Regions from separate parts of the Macaca mulatta genome. Here region 1 is linked to region 2. The links are chromatin contacts, called in public Hi-C maps. All regions are on one chromosome and are shown on one strand. The core of a region is the stretch at or near the end of the contact, and the rest is flanking DNA. Distances in the headings are between cores, read along the strand shown. Region 1 overlaps PRKCA (protein kinase C alpha). Region 2 overlaps PRKCA (protein kinase C alpha).

Region 1 (4,132 bases), core at 843-3,342, 100 kb after region 2:
CCATTGATCTACCCACTATGTATATTCATTTTAATGCTCTTTTTGAGTCTGTTGACCATCCTGGGAAATCAAAATTGACTACCACAGCCCTAGTCCTCAAGTGTCTTGCCTGCAATGAGGTTATCTGGCCTATTAGAATTAAGTGCTAAAATGCAGGAGCTGGGGTCACACCTGCCCGCTGTTTGTGACTACCCTTGAAGATGTTGGGGATTTAAATTTTAGATGGATCATTGTAGCTACAAGGGGTAGGACTGATAGGTGGGGTATCCAGAGTCCTTGGATACCTTGTCTTCCTGGACTCCCTCTCAGCACCCTTGGGCTAAGATGCACTCTTGAATACGTTTCCTCTCTGGCCCCTTTCAAATCTGTGGATGATGCCTGGAGTCCTCCTTTCAGAGTGACCCAGCCCAGTCCCGGGGAAGGGGCAGATAGACTCTGTTGCCCATCTCAAAGTTCCCTGACTTTATTTTCTTTTGAGGTTTTATCAGTCCAGAACTGGAAAGAAGATGGACGCCATTTGCTTTAGAAATATTTTATATGTTTTAGGGAGAAAGAAGCGGAGAATATACTTTTAGATGAGCACACTTTGAAATATCAGTAAGACAGACTTGTTGGAAGACAGGCATTGTGAAGAACTATTTTTTGTTTGTTTGTTTGTTTCATTTTTTGCAACAGCTTTCCCCACTTTGGGTAATGAGACCTTACGCCCTCCTGAATGTTGTATTTGATGGGCCTTAGATCCGTGGGGGATTTTTTTTTTTTTTTTTTTTGGTAAAAGGTAACCTGCTAAGTATAGTCATATCCTTCTAGCATAAAATGTAATCATTTATTAGACCAGCACTGTTTGTAAATTCAGCAGTGTGTCTTGAAAAAGAGCCACCCTCAAATTTAAAGTAGAAATAGATTCTCCATTCTACTACTTTTTCACATCAGATTTGCTTTCCTGGTCTCAGTGCAGGTGTTCCTCCTGTTCGGTGTTTGGGACACAGCCTCCGAGTAAGTCCAAGGAGAGCTCAGGGAGAGCTCAACGGGCCATGAGCCCCTTGCCAGCCTTCCAGGGACTTTAAGAGGGGATGTTGGGGAGAAGATGCTTAATGAAAGGATGTTTTGTAATTTAGAGAGAAAAAGGAAATTTATCCCGTAGATAACTAAACCCAAATGGGAATATTAGAAAATATAGTTGTCACATTATGTAATATTTGTACATTTTCCACTGCAAGTAAGAATACGTCCTTTCCTTCATTTTAAAATATGGAAAAAGTTGACCTTTCTGCTGCCATAAGAAAAATCAAGGGAAAAGGAGGTTTTATACATGATATGGGGAACTTGGTATAAGTATTTAGCTCAGTATGAAAAACAGCAACAGGAATATAAGGTAATTAATTCCTCTAAGTATGAAATGCAATCTTGAAAAAATAGGAAACAGGCGCCAAGGTGACGAGATAGGAAGACAAGCTGGGTGTTGTGCAGTGGCAACAAACAACTTCTGGAACGTTCCAGAGCGTGGCTTTGTAGCTGGAGAGAGCCTCCTGGCTTCTGTGTGGTGACCGAGACTGACCCCTGCTGGCGGGTTGTTGCTAAACCGTAGCTGTTAATGAAGCAGGGCAAAGGCCCTTAAGGAGGAGATCCTGCCAGGACACAGGCAGGTCTGTCTCCCAGGCCTGGCCTTGCACCAACCCTTGATGCTGTTGCCTGAATTCTCAGTGGGAAGAAAAATGGACCTAGCAGTTTTTAGTTTTTTGGTCTCAGTTTCCACCATTTCTCCCCTTTCCCAGTCTGGGATGTCAGTGTTTGCTCTCTCCTCCCTCCCCTCTGTTACCTCAAGGTTTCATGGAAAGAAAAAGCCCTGCTAAATCACAAAGAGGCTGAAAATTCCAGATCCACCTCGGAGCCAGCCACTTGAGAAATTTGATGCCAAGGTACTTTTTGTTTGGGAAAACATCCATATTAGGTTTATTTAAGAAGTATTTGAAAAATTCCTATAAGTGAAAATCAGATGGGAAGAAGTCCAGAAATCTGATTCATGCCATGACCATGATACAACCAAGATCCCCGTGAGCCAGTGGATGGGGAAGAGAGATAATGTACAATATTTGTATGTGTTTCCTGGAAAAATTCTTAAACAGATTATAAAAAGCACTAAGCGTAAAGGAAAATGTTAATACATTGACTGCATTAGATAATAGACCAGCAGAGGCCTGGCATGGTGACTCATGCCTGTAATCCCAGAACTTTAGGAGGGCGAGGCAGGCAGATCACTTGAGGTCAGTAGTTCAAGACTGGCCTGGCCAACACGATGAAACCCCGTCTCAGGCCGGGCGCAGTGGCTCAAGCCTGTAATCCCAGCACTTTGGGAGGCCGAGACGGGCGGATCACGAGGTCAGGAGATCGAGACCATCCTGGCTAACACGGTGAAACCCCGTCTCTACTAAAAAATACAAAAAAAACTAGCCGGGCGAGGTGGCGGGTGCCTGTAGTCCCAGCTACTCGGGAGGCTGAGGCAGGAGAATGGCGTGAACCCGGGAGGCGGAGCTTGCAGTGAGCCGAGATCTGGCCATTGCACTCCAGCCTGGGTGACACAGCAAGACTCCGTCTCAAAAAAAAAAAAAAAAAAAAAAAAAAAAGAAACCCCGTCTCTAGTAAAATTACAAAATTAGCTGGGCATGGTGGCACACACCTGTAATCCCAGTTGCTTGGGAGACTGAGGCATGAGAATCAGTTGAACCCCAAAGGCAAAGGTTGCAGTGAGCTGAGATGGCACCACTGCATGCCAGCCTGGATGACAGAACAAGACTCTGTCTCAAAAAACCCCCCAAAAAATAGATGTGCAGAGTCTATTTCTGGTAGAGGTTTGTGTTTTCCCCACTACATTTTCCACCAGCTTGTTCTGGGAGCTGCTTTTGGGTGCTGGTGAGGAGTAATTCGTGGTTTAGGAAGCTTGAGTGCGGGTGCTGGGTCATCCGCTTGCTGTTCAGCAGGGTATTGGAGGCTGGCGCTGCAGAAATCTGTCTTCAGTGCACTTGCTGGTGTTGCCATGGACAGCTCATTGGTATAGCTGGTGTGGAGGTAATGAAGTAGGGATGTTTTTAAAATGAAATTTTTAAAATGGGGTTTGAGAAGTAAACAGTTCCTTGTGGCATAAAATGACATTATAATCATTTAATTTTGAGATGATTTAAAAATCATTTCCTCATGTTCCGTGTTCTACAGGTTACCAGTCAGGAAAAAGGATAATTCTGTGGGACTCAATGAAGTAATGAAATTGAGAACAAAGCCTTTCATCTTGGAACTTACCCTTCCATGTTCCTAAAAGAGTTAGGCAGGCATATGTAGGTAAATCAAAGACTGAAAACTTGGGGTCTTTGGAAATTTTTTTTCTGGGTCATCTTTTTAATCTTAAAGCTAAGCCTTCAATTGCCAAGCAGTGGTTTTTTGCAATGAATGAGGCTGGTCAATAGGATATCTATATTTTTAAAAATCTCAACCACAAGTAACACCCTACACAAAAACCAATTATAGATAGATAGTAGACCTCATTGTAAAACAATAAATGTTCTAGAAAATGACAGAGCGAGAACATGTTTATGAAGTTGAGGTACAAAATAATTTTGTAAACAGGATCTAAATAGAACTAACCATAAAGGAAAAGATTGATATATTAGATTATAATTAAAATTAGGCATTTTTGTTAATTGAAACATTAAGGAGTGAAAGGTAGACAGGTATTGGGGGAAGATATTTGCTATACTTTTACCTATTAAAGGGCTTGTGTCCTGAATTAAAAAAAAAAAAAAAAAAAAAAGGCACGGTGGCTCACGCCTGTAATCCCAGCACTTTGGGAGGCCGAGGCAGGCGGATCGCCTGAGGTCAGGAGTTCAAGACTGGCCTGGCCAACATGGTGAAACCCTGTCTCTACTAAAAATACAAAAATTAGCCGGGTGTGGTGGCAGGCGCCTGTAATCCCAGCTACTTGTGAGGTTGAGACAGGAGAATCCCTTGAACTTGGGAGGCAAAAGTTGCAGTGAGCTGAGACTGCGCCACTGCACTCCAGCCTGAGCAAGAAGATTGAAACTCCATCTCAAAACAAACAAACAAAACTCTTCCTACAGATCAGTAAGAAAAAGACAATCCA
Region 2 (4,333 bases), core at 1,325-3,824:
CGTTCCAATTATTTTTCATGAATTACTCCTTTCACCTTTAGTGTTGTATCTAAAACAGTATTGCCAAACCCGAGGTCATCTAGATTTTCTCCTTTGTTATTTTGTAGAGTTTTACAATTTTGTGTTTTGGTTTTTTTAATTAAATAAAAAGGGATTGGTGGTTTTTGTTTCTTGGTAGAAACATAGTTTGTTTCTTCACCAGTGACATAGCCAATAACTTAAGTAAATAAATGAATGACTAGGAAACTCTTGACTAGGCCAACCCCCATAGCCTTAATAACCACAACCTAACATTAATATGAAAGACTAATCCTTCAGTTTATCTTTTATGTCTGTCCAGAACTTTAGTCCTGTGAGCTGTTTCATAAACGAGATTTGTTTTGTGGGAAAGGGAATTTTATTTCAACACTTCCCTAAGAAATTGATCTCATTGGGTAATTCTTAAATTTGACTTAGCGTAGTAATGTATCTGGAAGAAATTTATCAACTGATACGTTATTATTTTTTAATTTTTTTAAATTTTTGAGACAAGTCTCATTCTTTTGCCCGGACTGGAGTGCAATGGTGTGATTATGGTTCTCAGCAGCCTTGAACTCCTGGGTTCAAGAGATCCTCCCACCTCAGCCTCCTGAGTAGCTGGGACTAAAGGCATGTGCCACCGTGCCTGGCTAGTTAATTTTTTTTTTTTTTTTTTTTAGTAGTGGTGAAGTCTTGCTGTGTTGCCCAAGCTGATCTCACACTCCTGAGCTTGAACAGTCCTCCCACCTTGGCCCCTCAAAAGTGTTGAGATTACAGGTGTGAGCCACTATGCCCAGCCTGATATGTTTTAATTCTAACAGTAGATCTGCATAGAGAGAAAAGTTGGTATTATGAACAAAGGTAGCTTTAATTCCAAGAGACAACCATCCCCATTCCATGACCTCTTTTCACCCAAGCAAGGAAATTTATTGAGGCCAGTAACATTTTAAATGCTTTTTGGAGTTATTTCCATGTACTTTCTTTCTTATTGTGTAAGATTTGACTTTTTTTATTTTAAAGGAGTTTCTTCACATGGATAACTCAGTTTGTATAGCCTAATGTAATCTCAGCAATAAGTCAAAAGTTTTTCTTCTGTAGGGCTATATAGTTCTCTGACATAGGAAATCATTCTTAGTTCCATTATGTTGAGAAGAAACAGAGAAGCATTTTACATCCAAGTGCACTAGCAGCTGTTTTGTTATGTAGCTGCTCCGTGCAGAGCCCAATACTGAGAATTTTAAGAAGTCACTGAAATATGTCAAAGCATGAGGATGGGTCTGGATCTCCTCACTCTAGATGCCTGTACCTTTTTTCTGTAGACAGTGAATGAAATTTTGGAAAGTGAACTGCACATGTGGGAAGCATTTGTGTGTGTGGGTGGAGGAAGCATCTAACGGAACTGAGCTGGGAGAAGTAGAGCTTGGTCCCAGGTGTCCCAGCTGGAAGAGCTTGAAGCCAGACAGACCCAGGGAGCCCTGTGTTCGAGGCCACCTGCACTGCTTACAAGCCACGGGCCTTAGGAAGCCCTTTCTTGGACCTTGCTTGTGGAGTTGAGATGGGGGTCTGAGTTATTCTGCAAAGTGGTTCCCATTGAGCTACAAGTGACTTTCTCTTCCTCCACATTCTCCTTACCTCAAAACGGAACAAACTTCTTGGCAAAATACCATTTAACATAATTTGGCCACACTGAACATTTATGGAGTCTGTACTGTTAAGAATTGATAAGTATTCCACATAAAATCTAAACATTATTCTTTTCTTTATGAAATGTTTGGTGTAATGCACAAAAACTTGAAGCTTCAGCTTTTTTTTTTTTTTTTTTTGAGATGGAGTCTCGCTCTGTCGCCCGGGCTGGAGTGCAGTGGCCGGATCTCAGCTCACTGCAAGCTCCGCCTCCCGGGTTCGCGCCATTCTCCTGCCTCAGCCTCCCGAGCAGCTGGGATTACAGGCGCCCGCCACCTCGCCCGGCTAGTTTTTTTGTATTTTTATAGTAGAGACGGGGTTTCACCGTGTTAGCCAGGATGGTCTTGATCTCCTGACCTCGATAACATTGACTTTATTTCCACTTCTCTTTAGAAGTGCGAATTCCTTCACGCTGGGGTCAAAGAAGGGAAGTCTATGTGAAGATTTGAATTGTGACCTCTTCCTTCATTTACAAAAAAAAAAAAAAAAAAAAGACTTAAATTACTCATGCCCTCAGTTTAAATTTGTGACTGACATTTGCAACTATGGAAATGATTCACTTTTCCTTGTAGCAAGAAAATTTGAAAATGAAAGCAAAACGATGCTCATATTCAAACTGAACCTACGGTGAAAAGATGTGTGCTGATGGCTTCGTTGCCCTGAAAACACACACGACAGAGATGTCTGTCTGTTGTTCAACACCTTATTTTCCTCTTCCTCTGAGCATCTTAGAGAGGGATGACTGTGCACGTTGCCCCATGCGCAGGAGGTGGTGTATAAAGATCTTTTGGTTTATATCGTGGCTTACAGACTCTCATTTAGGCCATGGAATGGTACATTCCAATACCATGAGTGGTTAAATCCCAGGAATTCCAAAGTGTATGAACGGGGCAATGTCAGCTATACTCTCATTTCATGCTACGTAGCCAGATGTCGTGTAGCTAATCTCAGCAGTTACTATACATAGTATGCTATACCTGACTGATTTAAGGTAAACTGCCTCAGTTTCCTCATCTGTAAATTATGGCTTTTGACTAAATAATAGCTTAGTTTTCATAGTGAACAAAATGCTTAAATAACAGTTTAGCTGTGCAAACACATTTTGCAGAAAAACGGCCCTATCAACAATAGTACCTGCTCTAGTGCTTTTAAAAATTAGAATGAAATTTTGTTTGTACATTTTTGTTTTTGAGACGGTCTCACTGTGTCGCCCAGGCTGGAGTGCAGTGGCACCATCTTCGCTCACCACAGCCTCAAACTCCTGGACTCAAGCGATCCTCCTGCTTCAACCTCCTGAGTAGCTGGGACCACAGGTGCATGCTAGTATGCCTAGCTAATTTTTTAATTTTTTGTGCATCGAGATCTTACTATGTTGCTCAGGCTTGTCTCGAACTCCTGTGCTCACGTGATCCCCTGACCTCGGCCTCCCAGAGTGCTAGGATTATAGGTATGAGCCACTTCGTCTGGCCTTGGTTGTACTTAAAAAACAAAAACAAAAATAAAAGAAAAACAGAAAACTTGTCTTGGCTCCCAGGAGCATTTATATGACTAACAACTTACCTTTCCTTGCTGATAGTTCCAGTTTCCTGAAAATGTGTTTGACAGAAATGGCTCTTAGTTTAGGAACTCCTCATTAGTTGTTTCCAGGAGTGGTCAGGTATCATTTTGATGCTTCTTTATTTCTTCTACCCAACTAAAATACAGGGTGAAGATACGATGTCTCTGAAATGATAAAGCTACATTTGTCAAAAAGCACATATGTTCCATTCGACATTTTGGCTTAAAGAAATGAAAACTACAGAATGACTTTTTCCTTTATCTGAGTCTACGCTGTGTAGTTACCTATTTAAAAAGATATACAGATGAAAAATAGTTTTTGAAATGAACTTGTCTGAATCAAGACGCACACTCTTACAGCAACATCATGGGGCGTCTCTGTCACTGAGGAATCTGTCCCCATTTGTATGGGCTGGCTGGGTGTCTGGCTGTGGGAGGCACACATTGGTGATCTTGGTACAGCAGTTTGCAGTCAGCTGACTGACTTGCTCCTGCACGTGCATTTTTTCCCCCTGGCAAGTCATAATTCATGTTTTTCCTGAGGTCCAACCCTATTATAACTAACAGATCCTAACTGGCTGAGAAACATGGGCACCCTTCTCTTCTTGCCTCTTGTTCCCAACATATTTGTATGCTTTTCAATAGGAAGCTGACCTGGAGTAAATGCCCAGGGTTGTCTGAGGTGTCTTAATGGAAGGTGTGGTCTGAAACCAGCTAACTATGGCAGCATTAGGGCAAGAGCGCACACATAAAGGACTTGTGAAGGAGGGTGGAGGGTGGGAAAGTGGGAGGGGTGAGAGCTACCGTGAATGAAACCGAAGAGAAAAAGAAGTTGTGGCTGGCATGCAGGAAAAACCCAGATTCCCATTCACCACTTCCTCTCGTTTCCAGAAGTTACCCACCATTCCTCTCTATTTTGCAATCCTCTCTTATTTCCCCTGAAGGTTCTGCTTTGAATACTCTCTTCCTAGCAGAAATGTTGAAGGGAAGTAGCTCAGCCCAGTTCCCTTCTGGGCCACCACTTTCAACTATAGACGTTCTAGTCAGAGCCAAGAAGGCCACGGACTGGGAGGAT

What was found. A called contact is a pair of places that touch in the nucleus more often than the background predicts.
Region 1: a Hi-C map of fibroblasts shows a contact between it and region 2, with 1.9 times the contacts expected there. The contact joins two enhancer-like sites.

What each region holds. Positions count from the first base shown.
Region 1 is chr16:76,314,404-76,318,535 of T2T-MMU8v2.0, forward strand. The region is part of intron 3 of PRKCA (protein kinase C alpha); the gene reads left to right. Among named protein-coding and RNA genes, the nearest start is that of PRKCA, 270 kb to the left of the region's middle. Within about 2 kb of position 2,093, at least 2 of the 40 cell types and tissues checked have an H3K27ac peak or open chromatin away from gene starts, as enhancers often do.
Region 2 is chr16:76,209,142-76,213,474 of T2T-MMU8v2.0, forward strand. All of the region lies in intron 2 of PRKCA (protein kinase C alpha), which reads left to right. Among named protein-coding and RNA genes, the nearest start is that of PRKCA, 170 kb to the left of the region's middle. Within about 2 kb of position 2,575, at least 6 of the 40 cell types and tissues checked have an H3K27ac peak or open chromatin away from gene starts, as enhancers often do.